Linked DNA regions of Anser cygnoides: region 1 is linked to region 2. A link is a contact called in public Hi-C data. All regions are on one chromosome and are shown on one strand. Each heading gives the region's core, a stretch centred on a gene start, on an enhancer-like site or on the middle of the called end of the contact. The rest is flanking DNA. Distances are from core to core; before and after follow the strand shown. Region 1 holds the start of SYNE3 (spectrin repeat containing nuclear envelope family member 3). Region 2 holds the start of DICER1 (dicer 1, ribonuclease III).

Region 1 (6,181 bases), core at 2,680-5,179, 180 kb before region 2:
ACAGTCACTAGACATTTTTTGGCCTGTGGAGAGTTCACAGCATAAATCAGTAATTACATAAAATCTGAGGCTTAAAAAAAACATGCAGAGAATGTTTGAGGTTGGAATGGATCTCTGGAGGCCACCTGGTCTGACCCCTGCTCAAGCAGGGCCACCAGAGCAAGCTGCCCAGAACTATGTCCAGGTGGTTTTTGGAGGAGTCCCCCAAAGAGGGAGACTCCACAGCCTCTGGGCAGCCTGTGCCAGTGTTCTGCCACCCACACAACAAAATGCTTCTTGGTGTTTGACCGAACCTCCTGTGTCCCAGCTTGTGCCCGTTGCCCCTTGTCCTGGCACTGGGCACCACTGAAAAGAGGCTGACTCTGTCCTCTGCACCTTCCCTTCAGGTGTTTGTACCCATGGGTGAGATCCCCCCAAGCCTCCTGTGGGCTGAACAGTCCCAGCTATCGGCCTCTCCTCATACAAGAGGTGCTCCAGTCCCTTGAATGCTGCTTATATATAGGACTATTTATAAACCTAATGAATTTTCATGTATTTGTTTAGAAGAAATCTGTGTATTGTTTTTTCTATCTAAATAAAGTATGAAGCACATGCTAAATAGAGAATATTTTTCATTTCAAGCTGTGGGAAGACATTTGGACTTGTCTAAGTCTTTACTCCTACACCAGTTTATCGTGGATGTCAAGCCTGTGTTGTTTGTTTAAATGAGATCAATTAAAGTTTCTTAGGTGAAGAACATGAAGTTTTACAGGTAAGAAATGGTTTCTGGTTTAAATATAACAATACTAATTTGTTTGATTTCCGGATCCTTTCTCATATTTTAGAGAATTGCACGGGACTCACAAATAGCATGTGCTCCCTGAGTGCAGTGCTCCAAAGCGTACAAGCCTGAGCAGCCCTGCAGTTGGCTTGAACGCAGTAAGCTGTGGGTGCTTCCCACTTCCACCTTCATCCCGCTCTTATCTCACCTGGAAAGGCATATGTTCTGAGCAAGCTTCTCCATTTCTGTTTACAAATGGAGAAACCACTCTTCTCTCCACCCCCTACTTACCCACTCCTTTCTCAAAATATATTTTTATACTTTCCTCCACTTTTCAGCCTCTTGTTTCCATGTTTACTTTTCTTCCTAACTTAAATAGGTCACCAAGCTCTTTAAAGACACTTGGGGGAAAGAAAAAACAACCACAGAATGGTGTATCTCAAAATGTATTGCAAAGAAAGTAGCTGACAGCTGCGAAGATGTCTCAAAGAAACAAAGTATATTCAATCTGGTCTACATTTTGTCCCCAGCACAAAACTTAGAAACTGTATTTCCTGCCTATCTGCTACTCTTGCCCATGGTTAAATGTTACAGGCAACGTTTAGAAAAAAAGGTCAGGGCAGGGAGTGAGGGGCACAAACCGTGCTGGCATTCACAGCCTGCTGCTGAGGATGTCCCCTGGGGCAAGGGGACTTGTGGCTTGGGGTTCTGCCTCAGAGACTGCTGATGTTCTGCTCAGTGGTGCTTCTCCTGCGTTAAAGGAACTGTTTGAAGAAAAACTTATGGTGTATAGCTCTTCAGGTGACCTGCTGATTCCAGGTGAGTGTGCTTTGCAAGCACATTTAGTTGTAACTTTATCCTTTGGCACTGAGCACTGTAGGTGTTGTGGAGGGAACTGATCCTCTATCACAAGATCCCGCTTCCCTGCAGAGGTGGTCAGTCTGTGCCCAGGATGTGGAGCCTGGTCAGACAAAAGGTAAACTTTGTAATATTCAGCTGGGAGAATGAAATGCCGAGTCTGCATGATTTCTGCATGAATTCAGAGCAAGAAGTTAGCCTGTTTAACTGATGGGATCCTTCCACTGGTGCTTCTGAAAATACATTGCTTTGATGTCAGCATTTGGAGTTTATTACGTCTCTTCATTCTTCACCCACTGAGGAAAGAGATCTTCTGTAGCAACTACCACCTACTGAAGCTTTCTGTCAAGCAATGTGCAACTTCTAGTAACTACTAAGAAACAAACAAACAAAATAACTGAGAACTACCAGGGTTAAAACCTTTCATGCCAAAGACGCATGTCACTGGTATGCTGCACACGAATGTTATTCTCCCAATAAATGCTGTTCCTCCCACCACAGGCCTGCCAAATGACTCATTATTTGAATAACAAGTTTATGTTGCTGTACCCAAGCAAGAATAAAGGGAAGCATCTTAATATCTTGTAGTACTTGTTCGTCGTTGGTTATGAGTAGGGGTAAATGGGTGTGTTACGCTAATGAGAGCGCAGTTACCCTGCAGCATTATAATTGCTTCTCTGCTGGCCTAAAGATATTGTGCAGTTCTTCCTGCAGAGTAAACCATGCCAATGCCATTGTTGCTTTCGCATGTCAGTAGCAGTATTTGGTGCTTCCCACCCAGTCTCATGGGCATTTTGCACATCACAGGAAATGTCTGAAAATGCTGCATATTCACTGACAACCATTTGTGGTTTGGTTTAGAGGCTGAACAAATGGCTTCTAAATACATATTCCTTTCTTCCAAGGAAAAAGAGCTGCTGCTCTTTCCTTTTCAGCAGCTTCCCCACCCTTCCATTCTAATTTCAGTCATTCTATCCTCTCCTTTGTTGTTTAGGTGCGGTGTGTGGGCAGCTTTATATTGTTTGGGTAATGCACTGAATGCTCATTTACCTAATGCCTGCTGTTTGCCTGTGTATATTGGTCTTTCTAACTCAGCATGTACAAAGCTGTTTAAGGTAGTAAAATCAGAGCCATGAAAGCCTCCGCATGGGGAAATGCAAAAGAAGAACTTAATGCAGGCAGTTTTTAAGTACAATGATGCGTTGTCCACTATCAGCAAGCTTTCTGAACACAAGGGACTGTTTTTAGGTTGAACTTAAAAGATCTAGGTGCACAAAGTCATTTCTTAGGGGGTGTGTTTTTGTTACAAATGAATCGCTGCCAGTAAGGATTGCTCGTGTACTTTAGTGACTGAGCCAGTTTTCCCAAGGCAAATTCACAGATAAGATTTTCTATTCTGTATCGTCTACCTGTAGAGTTCAGCCCTCTGGACTGTGTGCAATCCCTCTCACTATTCTAAAGTTTATTAAGATGTAATCGACTCTGAATGTACTGTGAGGCAAGTGGTTGGACAGATGCAATTTTACACACTGGTGATACAAACTTCAAGTAAACAGTAAGTCAAAACCATGCTAGTGAATAAATGAGATTTTCCACATCGGGTGACAAGCTTGTCTGTAAACACAAGACGATTACAGCATTCAGTTCCACCCCAGTGACAATTTAAAAGATCATAATAACCCCAAAGTGTGCCAGTACAGGACCCAACCCAGGCATTAGTGCTTCAAGGTCAGAACCAGCTACAAAACAGTATGTGCCTCACCATAAAATTCTGGCAAAATTTCCATTCACCTTTCCACTGAGGGACAGGAGTTCCTGACGGCTTGGGAGCAACTTAAATATGGTGTTATTCCAAGTAAGGCTGGGTTGGCACGTGGCCAGCTGATCATCCTGGACACCCAGCTGTGGGTCGAAGTGAGTCCCCAAAGGCAGGGAACGTTACTGGTGTGAGCTGGCCTGCTTGAACCTATCTGGCATCAGGGGGGCTGGCAGCACGGCAGGGCTCTCGGCCCCTGCTTCCCGCTGACTCCTGGAGCTCACCCGCCTCTCACTCCCGAACCGTGTGTCTTGAGGCTCCTGGCCGCAGTAACGCTATGTGTGGCTCAGGGACGTTTATCGCTGGTGGCCTGTTTTTCTGCTTCGTTATGCGGATAACTATGCGAGGTCTCGGCAGCAGGGGGCAGTAAGATAGCCTCTGTCAAGGAGTACATTTTTGTGCCTTGTGAAATAGAGAAAAGCCTCACACGCTCGGTTTGTTTACATTATATTATTGTTCAGATATGAAGAAGCTGTTCATTCTTTCTTCCTTCCTCCCTCCCTCCCCGTGGCTCAGTGCATACTTTGATGCAATGATTACTTTGCTGCGGTAGATTGAGTACAAAATGTTCGCTCCTCTGCCTTCGGTTGGCTACAGAGCCTGCTCCGTGGCTGGCAGCCCACCACCACTGCTTTCTTTCTGTTCTGATGATTTTTCCAGACTAACTTGGGCATATATAACAGACTTTTTCCCTGGATTGGTTACAGCAGACAGAATCACCTGATGCGCACACGTTTTTGCTCCCTGGGCTTTGTTTTGCTCTCAGATTCCAGCTGTAACTCTCCGTGCATCCAGGTGAATCCCTGTTCACACTGCCTGCGGCGACCTGGGGTTATTTCGGTTACGGCAGCTGGCAAAGTGCTGGCCGTGCCTGCTGTCTTCGGTAGAAAGGGGGTCTTCTCCGGGAGCCTGGCCGTGGGTTGCCCTGCACCTAAATGCACGTTCATGTTTGCGTGACGAGTCTTGGGGTGCTTGGTGATTCTCATAGCTCCAAAATGCGATTTTGTGAGAAATTCACCTTTTCATTTCCTAGCGCATTTCCTTTTAGCTGTTACTAGCCGAGCAGCACGAAGCCTGTAGGCTTAAAGAACGAGAGGTGAGGAGAAGGGGAGGGAAGGGGTCCGATCTCCTTGTATTTTCCAACTAATCGACTTGTCAAACTTTGCCGGGTGGGCGCGGGGTCGCGGCCCCTCAGGGCCCCCGAGGCGGGCTGCTGCCGCTGCCCCGGCCCTGTCAGCGCCGCCGAGCTGCCCCCCGGGGCCGGGGCCTGCCCCCGCCGCCAGGGCTCCCCGCAGCCCGCCTTACATAACGCCGGGCCGCGGCGGCGGGGAGGGCCGGGCCGAGCCGAGGCGGTGGCGGCGGCGGTACCGGGGGCGGGCTCTCTCCGCGCTGGCCGCCGGGGCCGGGCGGCCCGGCCGGGGGCGAGGCGGGCGCAGGGCGAGCCGAGAGGAGCAGCCCCGCCGCCCCTGCTCGGGGGCTGCCCGCGGGGGACGCGCGGCGGCGGCGGAGGGCGCCGCGGCGGTGAGTGGGGAGCGGGGAGCGGGCCTGCGGCGCCGCACGGAGCCCGGGGGGAGCGGGGGGACGGCGAGACCCGGCCGGGGCTCCGTGGGGCTCCCCGGCAGCCGTAACGGTCCGGAGGCACGGCCCCCCGGCGGCACGGGGCTCCCCGGGTAACAGCTCCCCGGTAACGGCTTCCACCGAGCGCCTTTCGACCGCGGCGCCGAAGCCGCGTCCCCGAGGGAGCGGCAGCCCGGTGGGAGCGCCCGGCAGCGGCTCACAGCTTCGCCCCGCGGGTGTCAGGCTCTCCTGCCCCGGGCCGGTCGCTGTCACGTTTCGGCAGCGTGCGGTCGTCGCGGCCAGGACGCCGGTGCGGTTTGTGACCGCCTGTTGGTGCTCTGCGCGGCTGCTAAAGGTACCCCAGGTGTGCCCCGACCCCCTTCCCTTTCCCCTAGGCGATCAGAAGGGATCCCGGGCTGCCTGAGAGAGCCGCTGCCCTCGCTTTTAGCCCCCGCACCGCTGTGGTATGACAGCGTGCAGGATGTGGTATGGCAGTATGGAGCTGTTGTATGACAGCACGGAGCGTGTGGTATGACCCCCAGCCCCAACGTGCAGTAAGGCTTCGGTTTCTCATGGGCTTGTTCCCACCATCGATTTCGTTTCCAAACGTTTATTTGCTCGACCCACATGAACTGAGGTCTTAGTCCAGGAAAACTTAATTCCTGGGAAGAGCTTTGCTCGTGTCGTGTTCACAGACAGGAACCGTTCACGTATACACAAGGATTAATTGCACAAATGAGGGTTGCAGGGCTGTGCTCCCCTTTACAAGTTTGTCGAAACAATGAATGCCTCCCTTTCCCTTCGTCTTCGATCTAAGCTTGGCTATCTTATATCATTAATGAAAAACAGCATCACTGCTATAAGCTTCCCGGCCCCTTGCTGCTACTTTCTGATGTCAGTTGTTCGCCCTTGGCAGGCTGCGTGCCATCTGAAAACCTTTGTACACAGTGGCTGGGTTTCGGGGAAGGAATTTTAAAAAACGCAGCAACGCTTTAAAAGCCCATTGGTCGCCTTTCCGTTTTTTTTCTTTCTTTTTCTAAAAGTGTCTCAAATCCGTGAGCTGTTGAAACGTACGCTGGCTTGGCATGGTCTCTGTGGTTGCCGAGTGTGTGAGCAAGCGAGGAAATGTAACCCGCTGCAGTCCCCTGGCAACTTTTATTTCAAGGAGAAGCAAACTTGCAGTGAGTCAC
Region 2 (5,827 bases), core at 1,488-3,987:
ATCTTCGTTAGGCAACAAGGATGATCTCCAGTCCCTCTGTCAGGAAGTGTGATCTTAGGATAGTCCTGGACTAACACAAGTGTAACTGCATGCCTGAAACAACTTGTAGTGTTGTGCAGCACGGCAAACAGGATCAGTGAAACACAGCATGAAACTAAATCCATCCACTGTCAAAACGAGGTGCCAGGAGTAGGCAGAGCGGGGCCAGCTGTGTATATCTACGTTATTTAAAGGTTTCCTTCCACAAAAATGACCACATTATCCAGATGTGGCTATATCTTTACATCACTGGTGTGGTGATTCGTATGGGCAGTCCACAGATCTGACTACTTACTACTAGCACTGTAGGTAGGCCTGTTATAAGCTTTAAGTGTATCCCATCGCTGTGGTAAAGTATGGTAAATACACATTTTTCTTGCACAAAGAGTAGGAAAATATGCAAAGTTAAGGGTTTTTGGACACTTGTGAGTAAAGGACAGGGAAGAAAAGTTAAACAGAAAAACTGTTTTTTGCGTTTAGCAGACAAAATGAGAACAAAACAAACTGTTGCTGTTGTCAGTAAAGATTTGCACTGCTTACTTCCATTTTTGGCACAGTTCTTTTTACCATGCTTAGAAGAAAAAACAGCAATCACCAAAACCTCTCTTGCTGGTCAACAATTCATTTGTTGATAATGTAAATGAACCTCAAGAAGAGGGCACCAAAGTAAAAAAGTTGAGCTACTAAATCCATGGACAGTTCCAGGATAGTCTTAACAGCTGGTGTTAACACTGAAAACATTGACTGGTACTGCAAAGGGTGAGCACAACGTGTTGAGCAGGTAGGGGCTTGTCAATGAGCCAGATACAGCTTTTTCAAGGTCGCTTCCAGACAGCTGTTCAAGAGTGATGCGGCAATTTTGTGCTCTAACCCTACTGTAACTGATGACTGGACATTCAGTAGGATGATTCCCCTCTCGTTCCATAAAACTGCCATTTATGTGGGGATAAGACCAAACAAAATTGGCATGTGATTATTGCATTTCAGCTCTGTGGTGATCTACCTCAATTTACATTAGGCCAAGGGACTTTAAAACTCCAAATTTGACTGTACAAGAGTTATCCTCTGTCCAACTACCTGAAAGGAAGTTGTGGGGAGCTGGGGGTTGGCCTCTTCTCACAGGTAACTGGTGATAGGACTAGAGGGAATGGCCTCAAGTTGCACAAGGGGAGGTTTAGGTTGGAAATGGACATTTCTAGGAGAGAAAAGGAGACATTTCTACTCAGAAAGAGCAGTCAGGCATTGGGACGTGTTGCCCGGGGACGTGGTGGAGTCACCGTCCCTTGGGGTGTTCAAGGAAAGGTTGGACGTGGTGCTTAGAGACATGGTTTAGTGGATGATATTGGTGGTAGGGTAATGGTTGGACCAGGTGAAGGTCTTTTCCAACCTTAATAATTCTATGATTCTATGATTATTTGCCCTCTGCATCTCTCTGGTCTGGGCTGCAGCTATGGATCTAAGCGATGCTGTAATCAAGCTTGGAGGTTTGATTATTAGCTTCATCTCTGCGAGGAAGGTTCAGTCTTCTCACCAGTCACAAAGAGAACGGTGTTGGCAGGTGATGCCATGGGAGGTGGGAACTAGGGACTTAAAATAACCTGGGATTTGAAATTAAACTGTAACAAAACTCCAAACGGGCTAGTTCTGATCAAGTAATTCATTTCAATCCTGCGCCCTACCTTACCGACCAGTTCCTCACACTTACAACCAAACATTCCCCTACATCAGGTATTATTTGCCAGTCTTGTTGCACTGCAGCCCTGGTTAGGTAAGTTAGGTAAATTCAAGGCTTTTTATTGTCTTGCCATTTCCCCCCCCCCCCCCCAGTTTTCCAAGGACTTGAAGATATTGATGTCAATTGTGCCAAGAAAATAAAAGCTGGAAAACAGTAGCATATGAGGTGCAAGAGAAATTGTGTTCCTGTCTGTACACCAAGCATTTTTCAGTTTCTTCACCTCTGGTTGAAGGGTTTTGATGGTGCAAATAATAGTTACTCTAGATCTAAATCAGCTGTTTAATCCAAGAGCTTTTTTGTTTGTTTCCTTTTTTTTTTTTTTAAATATAGTTGTAGCTTGTAATGTCACTCAAGTGTGTGCTGACAAGAGATGGAGACCAATGGTCCAGTTAGTCAATGCTGTCCCACGCAACGGCAAAAGGAGATGCTGCTGAGGGCGCACAAATGGACCCAACTGCCTCCAGTGGCACTTTCTTCTTCCCCCTTCTGGCCTAGCACCAGCAAGGTATGTGGGTACCAGCTCCCTGATGAGCAGAACGGGCACTATGACCACCTGTGTGTATGGATATGTGGAATTTCACTACACAGAAGCACTGGAGGTGAAGCGCTGCTGTGCCCTGAGACTGATCTAAGTCATCAAGGACTGCTTTTTGCCTCCCGTTCAGTGACATTCAAATCTTCAAGACCACTCCTGCCCCAGAGGAAAGAGCAGTGCCCTGCAGGCGGCCTCACCACCTCCCCGCCCTACGACCCGAACAACACAGCCCGACCCCGCCGGCCTCCGACCCCGCCAGCCTCCGACCCCGCCAAGATGGCGGCTGCCGCCCTTCGCCTCAGCGCTGCGCCCGCCACCTCCCGCGCGCGCGAGCCCCGCCCGCGCGCATGCGCAGGGCAGGAGCGTGGGGGCCGGGCAGCCGGGGCCGAGAGCCTCGCGGCGCTCTGGCGGGGGAGGGGAGGGCGCACACACGTGAGCGCCGGGACCACCCGGCGGCTCCCCGGCAGCTGCCGTGTCCGGCGAGCGGATTGGCCGGTCGGTGAACCTTTCACCTTTTACCCGCCTTCCGCCGCCAATCGCGCGGCTCCTTTCACAGCGCGGCGATGGGGAGCGTGCGAGCTGCGCAGGGCGGAATTCTCGGAGCGGGCTTGCGTCGCGGGCGTTGGGCGGCCCCCGTTGGTATGGGTGGGAGGGCTGGGGGAGGTGCTCCGTTTGCGTAGGGCCGGCGGCGTAAGGGGGGGGGGCAGGCAGGGGGAGGCGGCCGCGCGGGGGCCCAGGTGAATGGAGGAACCTGACAGCCGGGGGCAGCGCGGCGGCGGCGGGCAAATGGCGGCGGCGGCGGCACAATGAGACGCGGCCTGTAGCGGGGGGACGCGCCGGGCCGCCTCCCGTCACAGCAGGTAGGAGATGGCGGCCGCGGCCCGGCCCCGCGGGTGCGTGAGGCGGGGGCCGCGCTCCGGCCCCTCACGGCTTTGTCTGCGCGCGGGGCGCTGAGGGGGATGGGGGGGGCACGGGGCGCCGCTCCGGGGCGGTGTGTGAGGCGGTGTGCGGGGCGGTGTGCCCGCAGCGTGCCCGCAGCACGGCCCCGCGCCGCTCTTCCCCTCCCCGACCGCTTGTAGAAGGGGGGAAAATGTAGCGGCAGGGTGGTGAAGGCGTGCCTTGTGCCGCGTGGTTCGGGGCTGAGAAAGGCCAGGAGGGGAAAAAGGCGTAGTTCTGCGCTGGGGTTGGTTGGTGCCGGGGGTAAAACTGGAAAAAGGAGTGAATGGGTAGAAAACTGACTGTGATATTGACATCTGGAGGGATTTCTTAGTGTATTATCCTTCCTCATAAATCATTATTTCCAAAAAGTAAATCACCAGTTAACTTCAAATACTGGAAGTCTGGAGGTTGTTTGGTACTTCAGGTTATAAGATATCAGCAGTCTTTACGCTAAGGTATTGAACATCAAGTTATACCGTGAGCTAAAGTGGTGCAAGTTGTAGGTTTGAAGGTGATGACCACTTTTAAATGAAAAATCAAAACAACTTTTTAGACACTCTTTTCTTTATATTACTTTGTTTTTTGTTTTGATATATAAACCATTCTGGGTGCTGTGGTGAAGTGCGAACTGCATGCATATCTTTGGTGAGTTGAGTGTGTGTGGTGTTTTTCTTTAACCAGTTGATATAGACACAAACAGGAATGACTTCTAATATGCCATAATTATTCTAAGTCTCTCTATGAAGAGGAGCTTTCCCATTGTCTGTGTCTCCAAGATGTGTTGTAGTCTTCCAAACTACAAAAGGTTTGGAGATATTCCTAGAAGGTTGCAGCTGGAAGGTGCTTATATGTATATCCTCATTGGATTGCTACTTCATTATTTATTAATGCATAGGATTTAAAAGTATATACCTGTGTATTCAGAAGTGCCAAGCTTTGAATTAGCTACTGCTGTTTATGAAAGTGTCTTGGTGATGCTTCAGTTCTGTGCAAGTGGCAGCTCAGTACTCAGCAACCAAAAAAGCTAAAAATGTTGGAATTAACAATTAAATTAAAATAAACTGGCATCAGTATGATGGAGTTTAATTCCTTGTTTGGCCTATATATTTAATGCTAAATGCAGTTTGGGTATTCTTCCTGTCTGTCTATTCTACATGAAAAAGGCTGTGTTAGGCTAAAAAAAAAAAAAGGTAGAGGCAAAGTTGACTAGGACTTTTCACCTGGGGAAAGAGTCCCCAGAGGAGGGGTAAGGGGCATTGTGCAGTAACTTTTTTTTCACCTGCTTTTGAAAGGTTACTGTAGTTTACAGATTTAAAACAAATGAAAGGAGTTACTACTTTATATCATGGGTAACTAAAATACCTGGTGCAGCATATTAGGAATGCCAAAAGTTTACCTGAAAAATGAAACAGTTAATTTGTGTGTGTGTGGGGGGGGGGGGGGGGTCAGAAACTATCAAACACGGAAATATCTTCTCAGGCTCGGCAAACATCAAGGTGACTGGTCAGTGAAGGTAAATTATGTAAATTCAAGGCTTCCCTTACTATTATACTCCTTCGTATATGTCCTCCATTGGATACTGGCAGAGGGAGGCCAACAAGCTGGAAAGATACTTTGTTTGACATATTATACAAACCTTTTTTTATAGGAGTTATACTTTGTTTTTGAGATCTACCTTAATGCTCTGTAGATTATGGGAAGAAAAAAAGCAGAATCTACAGTTTAAAAAAAAACACACATTTTTTGTGTATTCCATACATTTCCTGTTTCAAAGATTTGTAAGGTCCTTTTTCCTTGACACAAAGTTGCTTCAGGTGCACCTTATTACAGAGTTTCAGTACTGCTGCTTTGCCCATGTACACTTTCTGTATATGCATTGATCTGTAACTGAATGCAAATTACTGACAAAAACAAACAGAAAGCATTTTTATACTTTTTAGTAGAGCAAGGAGCAACCTGGTAAAATGGATATGGTGAACGTGGAGTTGACTTATTTCTCTTCGGGTAAGCTGTAGAATGTGAGTGAGAGCAACAGTTCAAGAAGATTTTTTGAAAGGATTTTATGCTTAAGGACGAGCATTATAGAGTGACAAGCATTATAATGCGAAGACTACAGACGAGTTTTATGTATGGCCTTCATCTAATCTATCAAGCATCAAAGCATACTTTGACATGGATTATACCATTATTTCATAATTATTGGAGAGAAAATGTGGTTTTCTTTTTCTCTCGTGCAGTTGGTGTGGTACAAACGGCGGATATGGAGCTTGATAGGTTGCTGGCAGAGCAGTGAGGTGGCCGCTGTGCTCCACTTCCCTCCTGTCGTAATGGCTTGCTCTGTAGCCACTGACCATCTGTGTCCCATCACCTTCGTATTTCAGCAGTAATTTCTTCATACTGATAGCACAGAATTTATTTTACACTCTCAGCTCCCCTCCCTCAGAAGTGGCTCCCTTTAAGTTAAGTAGAAGTGTAATTGTAGTACTGTACAGAGCAGTGACCTCTGTATAATTGTGTGAAATGTGCTTTTTGAACACGCTATCTTGAAGGCAAATAATAAGTAAAGGAAAATCGTGCTT

What was found. A called contact is a pair of places that touch in the nucleus more often than the background predicts.
Region 1: a Hi-C map of liver shows a contact between it and region 2, with 2.1 times the contacts expected there. The contact joins the promoter of SYNE3 here to the promoter of DICER1 in region 2. A contact is called at or near these places in 2 of 7 Hi-C or Micro-C datasets (granulosa cells and liver).

Annotation. Positions count from the first base shown.
Region 1 is chr5:51,645,939-51,652,119 of Taihu_goose_T2T_genome, reverse strand. It overlaps SYNE3 (spectrin repeat containing nuclear envelope family member 3), which reads left to right and starts at 3,929. Exons shown (of 18, transcript XM_066998302.1): 1 at 3,929-4,229.
Region 2 is chr5:51,465,226-51,471,052 of Taihu_goose_T2T_genome, reverse strand. It overlaps DICER1 (dicer 1, ribonuclease III), which reads left to right and starts at 2,737. Exons shown (of 29, transcript XM_066998296.1): 1 at 2,737-2,804.